4 separate regions of the Mus musculus genome follow, and all the other regions are linked to region 1. Evidence: chromatin contacts called from public HiChIP or PLAC-seq and promoter capture Hi-C data. All regions are on one chromosome and are shown on one strand. The core of a region is the stretch at or near the end of the contact, and the rest is flanking DNA. Distances in the headings are between cores, read along the strand shown.

Region 1 (3,298 bases), core at 573-3,072:
AGTCATGCCTGGGTTTGCCAATGGGACGTTAGCACAAGGGGTAGACATTGTTTCTATCTCCCCAATGGGAGGGGATTTTTAGCAGCAGGGCTGTTTTCAAGTCCTAAGGGAAGGAAGGAGGGTTGTCTTGGCTTGTTGAATAATACTTCTGGAAAAGTAGCAAATTGTAATCTGAATGATAGAAATGAGGACCTGCCCATTAGCCACTGTACAGCTATCAGTGCCAACCAGAGTTTCACCATCCCTTCCCTGCCTGTGGGGCTCAGGAGGCACGTGCTATTTTATTTTTCAGTCCCTCAACCAGGCTGACCGGCTCCTCCCTCGTGCCTCTTCTCAGAGTGTGTGGAGCCCAACTCAGCGATCCTTGCCTTCCAGCTCTCTTCAAGTGTTCCCAAACAATTAAACTTTATGGAGTAGGGAACTTTTCTTTTCTACTATCAGGCCAAAAATGTTGCTGGGTGCTCCTCCAGGCATCCTGCTGATTTGTTGTGGTGTTTCGAGGACTGGGGGCTGCCCACTGCATGAGATGATCTGACTCAGTGAACAGCGACAGCTGCGGGCCTGTGATTCTGTTGGTGTAACTGGCAGACACGGACTTTCTTTCTTTCTTTCTTTCTTTCTTTCTTTCTTCCTTTCTTCCTTCCTTTCTCTCTCTCTCTCTCTCTCTCTCTCTCTCTCTCTCTCTCTCTCTCTTTCTTCCTTTCTTTCTTTCTCTCCCTCCCTCCCTCTCTCTTTTTCTTTCTTTCTTTCTTTCTTTCTTTCTTTCTTTCTTTCTTTCTTTCTTTCTTTCTTTCTTTCTTTCTTGTCATTTGTCTTTTTTTTGCAACAAAGGTAAGAGGGCCAGCATCTCACCTGCTAACACTCACCAGCACTTGCCTCCTGCTCCAGCGTGAAAAGCAGGGAATGGAATATGGAGTGTAAGACATAAATTAAAAATAAAATAAAATTAAAAAAAAAAAGAAAAGCAGCACACAAGGAGTATGTTCAGCAGAGGCCCATCTCCTGGCTTAGGTGTGCTGTGACTCTGATCTCTGGTGGCTTTTTAGAAGCCTGTTATGACCTTGTCTTAGGCTGTGTCTACACATCTGGTGGTAGGTATGTCCTGGGGTAACTGAGTGTGTACATGGGGACTAGTTATGAAGAAGTGAGCAAGGGGTGGAGTCTGCTAAGTGAGGCAAGTCACAGAATTTCCTTAGCTTGCCTGGGTTTTCTGTGTTAGGCTATTGCCTGGCTTGCTCATGCGTATAGACTCTATTTAAGAGGAAGTGTATAGAGAGGAAGGAAGCCTGCATAAAAGGCTGCAGGCCTGGGAGTTTTGAAGAGACTAGCCATATACTTTTGTCACCAAATGCTCCAATAGGGCTGGGGCGGGAGGGGGGGGGGGCAGCAGTTTTGGCTTCTTGCAAACTGTGTAATTTCTGTATGCTACACAGCACATAAGTGACAGAGGAAGTTCTGGAAGGTTCTCCACAGTCTTAGTTCCCAAATTATTGGCCACTGGGACTGGCCCTGGAGGCCAGTCACTTGGTGAAGTCCCGCAAGGCATCAAGCCTTAGCCAACTTTCAAAAGGGAATCCCCTGATCTGTTTTGTGTTCCCCCAAGGGTTATTTTTGCTGGGCCCCAGAAGCCAGAGCCACTGTGTGTGATGTCTGCCAGGGTGTGAGTCCATGCAACCTAGGTCCCCTAGCGCCCCCTACAGCTGCTGCGGGGCGGGGATGGGGATCGGGTTGGGGAGAGGGAGGCCAGGCTGTGAGCCACTGCACCACACCCAGGACCCCACCCAGATCCTAGGAGCACCCGGCCCCTGGCTCCGGGGCCACAGAAACGGGGCGTGGGCCAGAGCCTGAAGCATCCCTGGCCACTACGATCGCTCCGCCTGTGGCCACCAATTCCCCTCCTCTTCTGGCGTCCCTCTCTCCGCCCCTGTCGCCTGCCAGCACCGGACACGCTGCTGCACTTCATCTCTTGGGGCGCTCTTCTCTTTGGCCAACCGTCGCATCCTGTGCAACTCTGGTCAGTGGCCGTTTTGTGTTGAATGTTCTCCACCAAGAGCGCATGGCTGCGGAAGCGAGGTGCAGACCGAGGTCCCGAGGGATCGCCCTCCGGGAAGCGGTGATGCTGTTGTTGTACTTCGGGGTGCCAACCGGGCACTCCTACAACCTGGACCCGGAGAATGCACTGCTGTACCAGGGCCCCTCCGGCACGCTGTTTGGCTACTCGGTGGTGCTGCACAGCCACGGGTCGAAGCGCTGGTGAGTGCGCCCTCCCCAAGAGGCATGTCACAGCGCCTCCGCCTCTGGGATTCCTTGTATGAATCAAACTTTCCGCCCTCCTGGGAGGTCAGAGAAAGACCTGGCTTCAGCCAGCTGCCTCACTGGAGAGCCTTGGAACTAACTTATCTTGGGATGGCAGCCCCCAGGGTGCTCCTGAGTCCTGGGTCTCCAGTCATGGGAAGAGGAGGTGGGTGCCACTTCCCTTGCTGACCACTGCACAGCTGTCACAAGCCAACACGGGGCAGAGTGGGTGGGCAGACTGGTTCACGTCTGAGCGAACTTGCATGGTTCTTGCTTTAGGCTCATCGTGGGGGCTCCCACTGCCAGCTGGCTCTCTAATGCCTCAGTGGTCAATCCTGGGGCGATTTACAGATGCGGGATCAGAAAGAATCCAAACCAGACCTGCGAACAGCTCCAGCTGGGTGAGTTGGGTCCCCAAAACAAGACATAATGAACTTTCTCCCCTTCGTGGGTCCACTGTTGGGCAAGTCCTGGAAGACACTATGATGCTGGTCTCTTCTGGATTAAAGTACAAGCTTTTCAATTTTAACCCCATGCCAGCTTGCTCCTGAGAGTATTTTCCTCTCCTTTGCTTGCAACTGTATGTGATCTCAGTATCTTCCAAACCTCTTTCAGGGGAAGTCTCATAGGGTGGCTTCTGGCAAGCTACCTTCTACCAGTCCTAGAACTCTTCCATGTGTAAAATCTGTTTCAAAGCCTTAAAACCCCTCTCTGGCTGAGGACCCAACTTCTCAACTTTGTTCTAGCGTGAGCTGCACATCAGGAATAGAAACTTTGATTGAGCCTATATCCCACCATGTAGCCTATATCCCACCATGTAGCTTATATCCCACCATGTAGCTTATATCCCACCATGTAGCCTATATCTCACCATTTAGCCTATATCCCACCATGTAGCCCAGGGATTTTTCTTCCCCTTCCTTTAAAAATGACACTACCTACCATAAAAGAATGGGAAGAAAAAAACAGCATGCCTTTTGTTAAAATCATAAATATAGGAGGT
Region 2 (3,298 bases), core at 524-3,023, 490 kb after region 1:
TTTTCTATACCTGGGCACAGCAATCTATTTTGTATGTGTGCCCTGTTCTTCATGCTGTTCTTTCTTCCGGCGAGGAATTTTGACTTTTCAGGGATGCAGTCCTTTCATCTTTGTCTCTTCAGGCTTTCATTTAGGGAAACTTTTGTGACTACAGACTAGGGTAGATATTTTTTGTATGCCTTTGAACCTGTGAACATCCCACAGCACATTTGTTCTCTAATTTATCTATTCAATGAAACATTTTTAAGCATGTGTCTAACAAGGAAACTTTCATCTTAGAGCAGATTTTACAGGATGATACTAGCAGAGTATGGTGGTTTGAATGACAATGACCCTATTGGCTCATATATTTGAATGCTTAGTCCACAGTCCGTAGAACTCTTTGGGAAGGATTAGGAGGTGTGGCCCTGATGAGGGAGGTGTGTCAGTGGGGTTAGGTGTGAGGTTTAAAAATGTCTAGTCATTCCCAGCTACTCTGGCTCTCTCTTTCTCTGCCTCATGATTGTTGTTTCAACTTGTCAGCTCTCAGCTACTGCTCCAGTGCCATGCTTGTTCACCTGCTGCCAGGCTCCCTGCCATGATAATCAGAGACCCTACTACCCTATGGAACCATGAACAGCAATCAAATGCTTTCTTTCTTTTTTTTTCTTTTTTTTTAATTAGATATTTTCTTTATTTACATTTCAAATGCTATCCCGAAAGTTTCATATCCCCTGCCCATCACCTACCTATCCACTCCCACATCTTGGCCCTGGCATTCCCCTGTACTGGGGCATATAAAGTTTGCAAGACCTAGTGGCCTCTCTTCCCAATGATGGCTGACTAGGCCATCTTCGGCTACATTTGCAGCTAGAGACACAAGCTCTGGGGGTACTGGTTAGTTCATATTGTTGTTCCACCTATAGGGTTGCAGACCCCTTTAGCTCCTTAGGTACTTTCTCTAGCTCCTCCATTGGGGGCCCTGTGTTCCATCCAATAGATAACTGTGAGCATCCACTTCTTAGCAGGCACTGGCATAGCCTCACAAGAGACAGCTATATCAGAGTCCTATCAGCAAAATCTTACTGGCATATGCAATAGTGTCTGTGTTTGGTGACTGATTATGGGATGGATCCCCAGGTGGAGTAGTCTCTGGATGGCCCATCCTTTCATCTTAGCTCCAAATGCTTTCTTTTATAAGTTGCCTTATTTGTGACATTTTGGCACAGCAATAGAAAAGTAACTATGATGCAGACGATGAAAAAAACTAACTTATTGTAATTACAATAAATTCTGCAAAGGGTTCACAGTTGCCATTAGAGTATATAACAAGACAGATGTAACCTAGTCTAGAGACCAAAGAGGCCTTATAATTAAATTAACATATAAAGAAGAAAGCAAGGAAGAGAGGAGATTTACACCGAGATGAATCTCAAGGTAGGAAACAGGATGTTGCTTTTGAGGAACTGAAAAACAGCCTTTGAGGGTAGAAAGCAGAAGTGGATCAGACAGTGTTTATCACATCGACTTGACATCATATACTGATAGACTACACTTCTGAGGACAGTGCTGCTCTGGTCTTCAAATGGAGAATTTAAGAAAGTCACACACATTACAATGACAACAAATGTTCAGGATTCAAGTATATCCAGGCACCCAGAAGCAAAGCATAGTATTTTCAAAGTATTCAAAACAGGAAAAGTGTAATTCCCCCACAATTGATAGTTTGTTAATAAAGGAAATGAGATGTTTTTTTTTTGGTTCTATCCTTTCTGATTTGGCCTTAAGTTCCTATTACCAAGACCAGTAGAGTTTGGTACCCAGTCTTGTTTGTGTGGGAAGGGATGGAAGGATTGAGAGAGTATACTATCTACCATGTCCACAACAGTCTGATAGGAATCTGAATTCACTCACCTTTATTCCTTCCCATCTGGCTGGCTTTATAGAGTTTATTATATAAATGAATGCATGCTTGATGACAAGATGGTGATTTCTCTACAAAGTTAGGTCTTACATTTAAGTGCCTAAGTAAAAATTCTTTTTCTCATTTCCACAACCCTAAGTCACTGTTCAACTTAGTTTTCATAGAATAAATATCTAGTTAGTCATACAAGTGCCTTAATATTAAAAAAAATTGCTGTGAGGAATTATGAATATTTTTTTCTGTAAAAACTTTACTTCCTGGCATTCTTACTGCCAATTCTAAATCCCCTAGGGGGAAGAAAGCTTAGTTTGTTTCCAAGCCCAGAATGGTTTCACTGTAGGAATCCATAATATGTTCACTCGTTTTATTATGCCTTTGATCCATTTTCCCAATTTGGGGGTGAGGAAGCAATCACACACAAAGACTGTGATTTTAAAATGGAAAATAATTTTGAATTATAATACATTCTGCAGCTCACAAGTTGTTAACCACACAAGTGAGCAGTAGGACTCCACTGTAAGCATCTTAATATTTTATTCTCCTTTCAATATTTTTCTCCAGATTTGTTAAAATTTGAACTTATTTGTTATTCTCTCATACTTTACCCTCCAACTGCAGTTTCCCCTCCTTCCTTTCTTCCCAGTCCTTCTCCTCTACCTCCCCTCTCCCTGAGATTCACTTCTCTTCTGATTTTCTTCAACAAAGAACAGGCCTCCCAGGGATATCAACCAAACATGGCATAAACAAATTACAATAAGACTAGGCACAAACCTCTTCTTAAGGTTTGATGAGGCAACCCAGGAGGAGGAAAGGGACACAAGAGCAGGCAAAAGAGTCAGAGACAGCTCCTTATCCCACTGTTAGGAGTCCCACAAGAGCACCAAGACACACAACCATAGCATAGATGCAGAGGACCTAGGTCCAATCCATACAGATTCCCTGATTGTTGCTTCAATCTCTGTGAGCCCCTATGAGCCACGCTTATTTGATTCAGTGGACCATGTTGTCCTGGTGTTCTTGACCCCTCTGGTTCCCATATTCCTTCTCCTCTTCCATGAAGTTCTCCAACCTCCACCTAATGTTTGACTCTGGGTCTCTGCATCTGCTCCTATCAGTTGCTGGATGAAGTCTCTCTGATGGCTATTAAGTTAGGTTCTGGTCTACAAGTATAGCAAAATCATTTTGTTGACTTTAGGCTGGGATATCCAGCCTCTGGTTTCTGGTCCTCCAGGGAATGTCAAGCATGGGCTTCCTCTTGTGGTCTGGGTCACAAGCTAGGCCAGTCATTTGTTGGCCACTCCCACAAGCACATCTTTAGTGGTGCCACCTTTACTCAAGCCCATCTTGCAGACAAGACAAACAGGTTGAAGGTTCTGTGGCTGGATTTGTGTGGAT
Region 3 (3,298 bases), core at 372-2,871, 440 kb after region 1:
GAAGGAACTAAGGACTACAGGACAAAATGTACACACAGAGCTACTCATAAATTGCAGGGAAGGAATATAAAGGACAGTCCTTTTCAAAGTTCACCAAGGCCCAGTCACACCCGTTTCAGGACAAGCACAAACCATGCATGGCCCCTGTCTGGAGGCACCAGGTGGCTCGATTGATTTCCAATTTTTCATTCAGATCATGTAATTAAGATGAAGAAGAAAAAAAAAAGGTCCTGATAATTTTACAGGAGACATTCTTTCCTCCAAGTAGGAGAGCTGAGGTTCAGCAAGGCATCAGGATCAACCTTCACATCATCCAAAAAGATCTTCAGCTACCGCATCCCTCATTCGTTCCAAACTCTCAGCATCCACCCCTCTCCTAAAATGTTTCCATTGATGGTTTCCATTAACAGAAAAGTCAAACCTATCTCTCCCTTGATTCCTTCTTTATGATTTTTTTTTTTTAGTTTTGTGTTTCTATTTCCACTCTCTCCATTTGCTGAATCAGACAATGGGGAGTTATAGAACTACTGTGTTCTTATGGAGGACATGTACACTGATATAAATTTGTGAGAATTAACAACAAGATAATGCTAGCCTTCTGTCTGTCCTATTGGACTTTCAAAACCTGTTGAGATGAATTACTATGATAAAAATATTTTAGTACTACACACCCACACCCACCCACCCACACCCACATGCACGCAATCATGCATGCACGCACGCATGCACGCACGCACGCACGCACGCACGCACGCAATGTCCAAGCTTGTACTGAAGACAAGGAATCAGTGGTTCCCCTTTTCGTTCCCTCCTTGTTGTTCTAAGACAGCTCAGGCTCTTAGGCTCTACTTCCTGTTTCTCCAGACCCTGCCCACACGAGGGACTTCCCAAGGGAAAGAAATACATTGTCTAAAAGCTGTGTGTGTGTGTGTGTGAATATATATGCCATGTGTATATAAATTATATGTAATAAGAAAGAGCTCAGCAGAACAAAATTTTTGATGTATAATAATGGAAGCTAAGTTGTAGATAGAACCATCTTTTTTTGGAGGAGTTAGAAAAGAGAATTGTAGGAGAAGTTGCTATTTTGTCAAACCTGCCTTTCTCAAAAGAAGCAGTGAAGAACAACAGCGCATAATGATGAAGACAGGAGAAGACCCTCGCCGCAACGCTCTGGACCTCACTTGATACCTAGTTCAGGAACATTTGGCGGCAGCAGGGGTTGCCTAGGATAAACCCTAGAGGATTGTTTAATATACATGGGAGATTCCTTCCCTTGGAGAGTCCCTCGTGTGTGGGCAGGGTCTGGAGAGTCAGGAAGGGGAGCATGAGCCGTCATCAAACAGCAAAGAGGGAACTCAAATAGGGAAGCACTGCTTCCCCCTGTTCTCAGGACAAGATCGGACAGCTTTGAAATGGGGTTGACTTAACAACTGACATACAACCAGGAGGGCCTGCGATCCAGACCCTAAATAAAGTTATTTGTGTGAAAAGTTTCCTCAACTTGATCCTGCTCCTAAATACCCAAGGACAGCCTCTATTTTCAAACATGTATATTCACTTAGTAAGAGAGTAGAATCTATCTGATGAGATCTATTCTAATGATATTGCGTGAGGAGCATGCTCAGTGTAAGTATAAATAGCAATCTCAAACCACAAGGTTACTGAAAAAGTTCAGGATGAAATGAGTCATCTAAAATATTGGGAAAATCCAAAGTGTTTTAGAAGCTTGAATAGAAAACTGCCACCCACATCCATACACACCCTAGCGTAATTTGAGAATGTTAAGGGAAAATACACTGAATGTTTCTCAGGAGATCAGACCTTTCATGACAGCTTTCTCTGAAATGAAATCAGTAGTCCTAGATTTTATTTAGCAGTAGAGAATTATCAAAGTTCAAAAAACAAAAATTCTGAAACTTGTAGCATTTCATTCAATCGAACTAACTCATGTAGAAGGGCAAAAAACATTCTAGAAATGCACAGGCTTAAGAGAGTTTACTAGCCATGAGCCATTACTAAAAGCTTATGAAATGGTACATTTTGGTGGACAGACTGAATCCAAGACAAAGTATTCTATTGAAACAATAGTGGCTATGTAGAAAGAGGTGATGTTGTCATGACAGACGAGTAATCAGTACAAGGACATGCTTAGCATCTTACTTTCTTGGGATTGGATGTAAACATCCATGTATATCCATCAATAACAGTAAATATTAATAATTAGTTTCATGTGTATATGTTCATATATGTGGGTGCACACGTGTGTGGGTACCTGTGTGTACATGTATGCATAGTCATGAAGAGGTGAGAGGCCAATCACCTTGGTTTTTATTCTATCTTTAGTTTGAGACTGGGTTACTCAGTGGTCTGAAATTTTGCCAAATATGCTAGATTATCTTACCATTGATTTCCAAGGGTCCATCTTCACCTGCCCTTATCACCAACACTCGGATCACAAGTGGGCGCCACTGGGCACAGCCTTTTCTGTGGTGTCTGGGCATCCAGACTCAGGCTTTTATGTTTGAGAGGCAAGTGCTCTACTGCCTAAGCCTTTGCTCCTGCCCCCAAATTACTTTTCAACTGGGAAAAACAAAAACTAAAACATGTATGAGCACACTCCTGTGAAAGCTTAGAAGACGACTTAACAAACTACTTGGAGAATTCCGAGATGACAGCATAGGAGAAGGAGCCGCTGAGCACAGAACTAAAAGAAGAGGTGGCTGTTGCATTGGACGAGAGGGATGGAAGGATTCTCCAAACAAAGAACTGATGTCTAAAGACTATAGCATTGCGAAAGGCCTTTGGTTACTCAAAGTAAAGTTCAGTAGTGACTGAGGAGCACATGGTTTGTGAAACGCCTAGAAAATAACATTTTATTTTTATTTTCTCCAAAGTACCAAGGAAGAATGTCAGTTGATTTTCTTATCACGTTTTCTTAAGTACCCACACCTATCATCACTTTCACCTCATGACTCATTCTTGGAAAATAAGGCTCAGCACATTCTGGCCTGTCAGAAGTTTCACAGTCTTTCTACTGAGAGACTGCCTTGCTTCCAAGAACCTCATGCATATATTGCATAAGAGGACAATGAGTCATATGTTAATTTATCTGCTTTAAAACTAGGTGATTGGAAAACCATAAAAAAGGGATGAATATTTTAAAATATCTTAAAGCAGAAACTCTGAGATGACACTAGGGATCTTGACAACACATGGCTGGGAGATAAATCAAGAAGCACTTGTGACTTATTGCCCAGACCAGAATCCTGACAAGCCAACTAGATGAGAAACAGGC
Region 4 (3,298 bases), core at 210-2,709, 260 kb before region 1:
CTATATCACTTCTTTTTCTTTTGCAATTTTTAAAGATGACATAATTTCTGAGTAGAGCATGCAAGTGATTCAATAACCAGAACACATAAGGATCTCTGTAAAAGTCTCTTCTGCTTCCCTTGCCAATGTGTAATTCACATACATCCTTCCCAATCCTGCCAAAGAGTGACCCTTCTTATAGGTTTTCAATGTGTTCTTTAAGAAAACAAAAGTATTCCTATTTATGTGGTACACCTGTGTAGGTGTATGCACAGATATGTGTAGGCCCTATAGAAGCCAGGAAACACCATCTGACCTCCCGAAACTGCAGGAGATACAGGTGGTTATGAGTGGCCCAACAGGGGTGCTGAGACCCAGAGTTGGACCCTCTGAAAGAACAGTAAATGCCCTTTTCTATTGAGGCATCTCTCCAGCCTCTCCTCTCTCTGTGTAAAGAGATTTATGATTTATTGCTGCAATCCAGTCTGAGTCTGTACATGTTTTATTCTTCAAAATCCTCATAAATGGTAAAATAACATTCATGGATTGGTACACTGGTTATTCTTACTTAATATAGCTAAGCTTCCTCTTTAGGCAATACTAATTCACAGGACTTCATGGAATTATGCTTGGAAGGGTGAATTCTAAGATGAGACTTCTGACTTATAGAATCTTCCTCAAATAACAGTGTGGAAAGCATGGTGATTGGCTTTAAAGACTGGAGTAAATCAGTGAAGGGAAATGGTAGCATATTTTGGTCTTGAAGAGGAGTCTTCACACTATGTCCTGATTGGACACACTGTACAGCCTGCTAATGTCTATTCTTTTTTTCTAATAAAAATGTTGTGTGTGGACGTATTTACCTCTCCCCCACTGACCACAGTGTGGGCACTCTGGTCTATGGCTCGATCTTCAAGAAAGTCCGTGCTCTTGTCATCAAATCTGCTTTCGTGATCTACTGAAATCAAGTTGCTGCAAAGTTGGTGTGTGTCACAGACGCTTCAACACCCAGGCCTCGTCTGCCTGTCTCTGTTCTTTGGAAGTGTTTGTCGTTTGGAGAGAAATCATCAGATTTGTGTGTTTTGTCCTAATGTATCCAGCACATTTCCAGCAGAGTTTGATATAGTTTCCTGTTACTAATGACAGAAAACAAAAATTGAAACCTAATTTTAAAAATACAGAAGTTATAGCCCTAACATTAAAAGTGCATTATACAGAGAACCATTTGATATTCCTTAATTCTCCATTTAAAAACGCACATCCTGTTCACAGATAGTGTTTCAGATGGTTTTTAGTCATGTAAATTATTTCTCTCCTGACTGTGTAATTACATGATGGACTGATTTCTAGAGTATCATATACTTAATGTGGGTTTCTAAAAAATGCTTTAATCATATAATTGCTAGTTTATCAAGTAGAAAATATAGGTCTGACAACACTATCATTATGTCATTATTTTCCACAAAAGACTGCGAAACACACTGAAGAGGCCATTATGAGGGAAATAGTAGTTTTCTATGGTGTCTAAATTTGCAAGGATTTAAATCAATAAAAAGAATAAATCAGAAAGGGTCTAAATATAAAGTGCTTAAACTCTACCCAGGCATCATATCTCTGTTTAAAACCAGTACAGACAAAGGAAAAGAAGTATAAGAGCTGAGCAGAGACTGGTAGGTGATCTAGCCAAAGAATGACACTAGCATTGAGTAAGAGACTCCCTGGGTTCTGTGAGGAAGTAGAAAAGACAGGCAATGCACTTGGGACTTCCTGTTTGTATTCTAATCCAGGCGCCTTGCTCTTGTGCTACTTATTCTGACTATACCACATTTAAGTGTGATTAGAATAATCATTTATCAATGAGCATATGGCATATACCTATAATCCCCAGCACTGAGTGTGCCAAAGAAGGGGTACCACAGAGAATTCAAGGCCAGTGAGGGCTACATAGTGAGGTCAAGGCCAAGAGACCAGTCTGGGATACACAGCAAAGCCTTCTCTCTCTCTCTCTCTCTCTCTCTCTCTCTCTCTCTCTCTCTCTCTCTCTCTCACACACACACACACACACACACACACACACACACACAAACTAAAACTAACTATCAAAGAATCATTTATATTCATTTGGTTTCCATCCAGTAAAACAGGGGAATATATTCTAGAATGAATAGATGATCAAATTCAAATTCAGTCATACATAATTTAAAAATTACCAAACCATTTTTTTTAAATTTAATGAATTGCAGAGCAAATGAACATCTGTTTCCAACGAAGTCTTGTAAAGATGAAGGCAAACTGCTTCCTTTGTAGGCTTAGGATAAGAAAGAATACTTCTAAAAAGTTTGTTCTCAGGGTAGTTCAGCTACATACACACACAAAGGTGTCACAAACACATACGTACACACCACAAAGATGCCACATGATTGGTTGTGTTACTTGTGCCTCCGTGCTTGCTTCCACTTGGTTGGTATGATGGTTTTGCCTTGTACTCTATACACACTGTTTTCCTTGTGATTTTGGATAGTGAAAGACAATACTCTGAGATAGTTAAACCCATACTCCTGATAGGAGTACTTCAAATTAATTCTATAAGCCGAGCAAGTGCCATTTAGTGAAGTTCTTTATACACACTCAAAAGGTTCCCTATCCCCCTGCTAACTGAGAGAGAAAGCAAAGAGTCAGGACCTGCAGATCTGAGGAACAGAGACCGAGTAGCATGCCTGTGAGGTGTTTGGTACAGTGGAGTCTGTAAGGGGCTAATCAGGTCTCACTATCAAAGCAACAAGCTCCACAGACTGCCCTTTCTTCTTTGTTGGTATATTATCTTGGAGTAAGGATGCCTAAACAATGTAGCAACGGCCAGATCACAGCCTTACGCTGAAATATGAACATTATCCTGAAGAGAACAAAATTGTTTGGGAATTCTAAATCCTCAATTTCTACTTAATTAGCTCTTCCAAATTTTTTACTGCTTATGACATGAAAAGAAATGGAACCTTAAGCAGATCAAATAATTATATTGTATAATTTTCTAGCTTCCTCACTGATCTTCAGAAAACTAATGGGAAGATATGATAATTTTGATCTCTATAGAAAGTGAAGTGGATGGAGAAAAACAGAATGATAGATTCCTGGAAGAAAAAAAAAAAAGCCATGGGTTTTCGCCCAGCCTTGCAGCGAGGAGTGCGCAGGCACAGACTGCTCAAGTTTCTCGGGTAATTACTGAGGGCTTCTAAAGAAGCAAAAGGTTCATTTGAGAAACTCACTTGAAGATCATTAATTAAACCCATGAGGTGGTTTTACTTTTCATCGGAAGTCATTC

The links. Promoter capture Hi-C pulls out the DNA fragments that hold promoters and counts their contacts. HiChIP or PLAC-seq counts read pairs in DNA pulled down with a chosen protein or histone mark.
Region 2: a promoter capture Hi-C map of pre-B cells shows a contact between it and region 1. The contact joins the enhancer-like site here to the promoter of Itga4 in region 1. A contact is called at or near these places in 6 of 39 promoter capture datasets (the C10 cell line, the HPC-7 cell line, embryonic stem cells and 2 more) and 3 of 115 datasets of contacts at active chromatin or transcription factors (bone marrow-derived dendritic cells, bone marrow-derived macrophages and large pre-B cells).
Region 3: an H3K4me3 HiChIP or PLAC-seq map of the 230-238 cell line shows a contact between it and region 1, with 12 read pairs. The contact joins the enhancer-like site here to the promoter of Itga4 in region 1. A contact is called at or near these places in 4 of 39 promoter capture datasets (the C10 cell line, the HPC-7 cell line, embryonic stem cells and 1 more), 3 of 115 datasets of contacts at active chromatin or transcription factors (the 230-238 cell line, bone marrow-derived dendritic cells and large pre-B cells) and 2 of 9 other capture datasets (adipose tissue and liver).
Region 4: an H3K4me3 HiChIP or PLAC-seq map of the SCID.adh cell line shows a contact between it and region 1, with 24 read pairs. The contact joins the enhancer-like site here to the promoter of Itga4 in region 1. A contact is called at or near these places in 12 of 39 promoter capture datasets (the C10 cell line, the HPC-7 cell line, HPC-7-derived erythroid cells and 8 more), 1 of 15 datasets of contacts at CTCF or cohesin (CD8 T cells), 5 of 484 Hi-C or Micro-C datasets (the MNK3 cell line, bone marrow-derived macrophages, natural killer cells and 2 more), 20 of 115 datasets of contacts at active chromatin or transcription factors (the 230-238 cell line, CD8 T cells, DN3 thymocytes and 15 more) and 3 of 9 other capture datasets (adipose tissue, embryonic stem cells and liver).

The regions. Positions count from the first base shown.
Region 1 is chr2:79,253,604-79,256,901 of GRCm38.p6, forward strand. Itga4 (integrin alpha 4) reads left to right here and starts at 1,823. Exons shown (of 28, transcript NM_010576.4): 1 at 1,823-2,253; 2 at 2,575-2,696. The coding sequence starts at 2,057.
Region 2 is chr2:79,740,693-79,743,990 of GRCm38.p6, forward strand. All of the region lies in intron 2 of Ppp1r1c (protein phosphatase 1, regulatory inhibitor subunit 1C), which reads left to right. Among named protein-coding and RNA genes, the nearest start is that of Ppp1r1c, 35 kb to the left of the region's middle. Within about 2 kb of position 1,774, at least 51 of the 459 cell types and tissues checked have an H3K27ac peak or open chromatin away from gene starts, as enhancers often do. A contact at or near this core is called in the HPC-7 cell line, bone marrow-derived macrophages and pre-B cells, where this site is marked.
Region 3 is chr2:79,695,345-79,698,642 of GRCm38.p6, forward strand. No RefSeq gene overlaps it. Among named protein-coding and RNA genes, the nearest start is that of Ppp1r1c, 11 kb to the right of the region's middle. Within about 2 kb of position 1,622, at least 80 of the 459 cell types and tissues checked have an H3K27ac peak or open chromatin away from gene starts, as enhancers often do. A contact at or near this core is called in the 230-238 cell line, adipose tissue and bone marrow-derived dendritic cells, where this site is marked.
Region 4 is chr2:78,993,617-78,996,914 of GRCm38.p6, forward strand. All of the region lies in intron 1 of Gm37004 (a long non-coding RNA gene), which reads left to right. Among named protein-coding and RNA genes, the nearest start is that of Gm37004, 23 kb to the left of the region's middle. Within about 2 kb of position 1,460, at least 21 of the 459 cell types and tissues checked have an H3K27ac peak or open chromatin away from gene starts, as enhancers often do. A contact at or near this core is called in the SCID.adh cell line, bone marrow-derived macrophages, double positive thymocytes and 2 more, where this site is marked.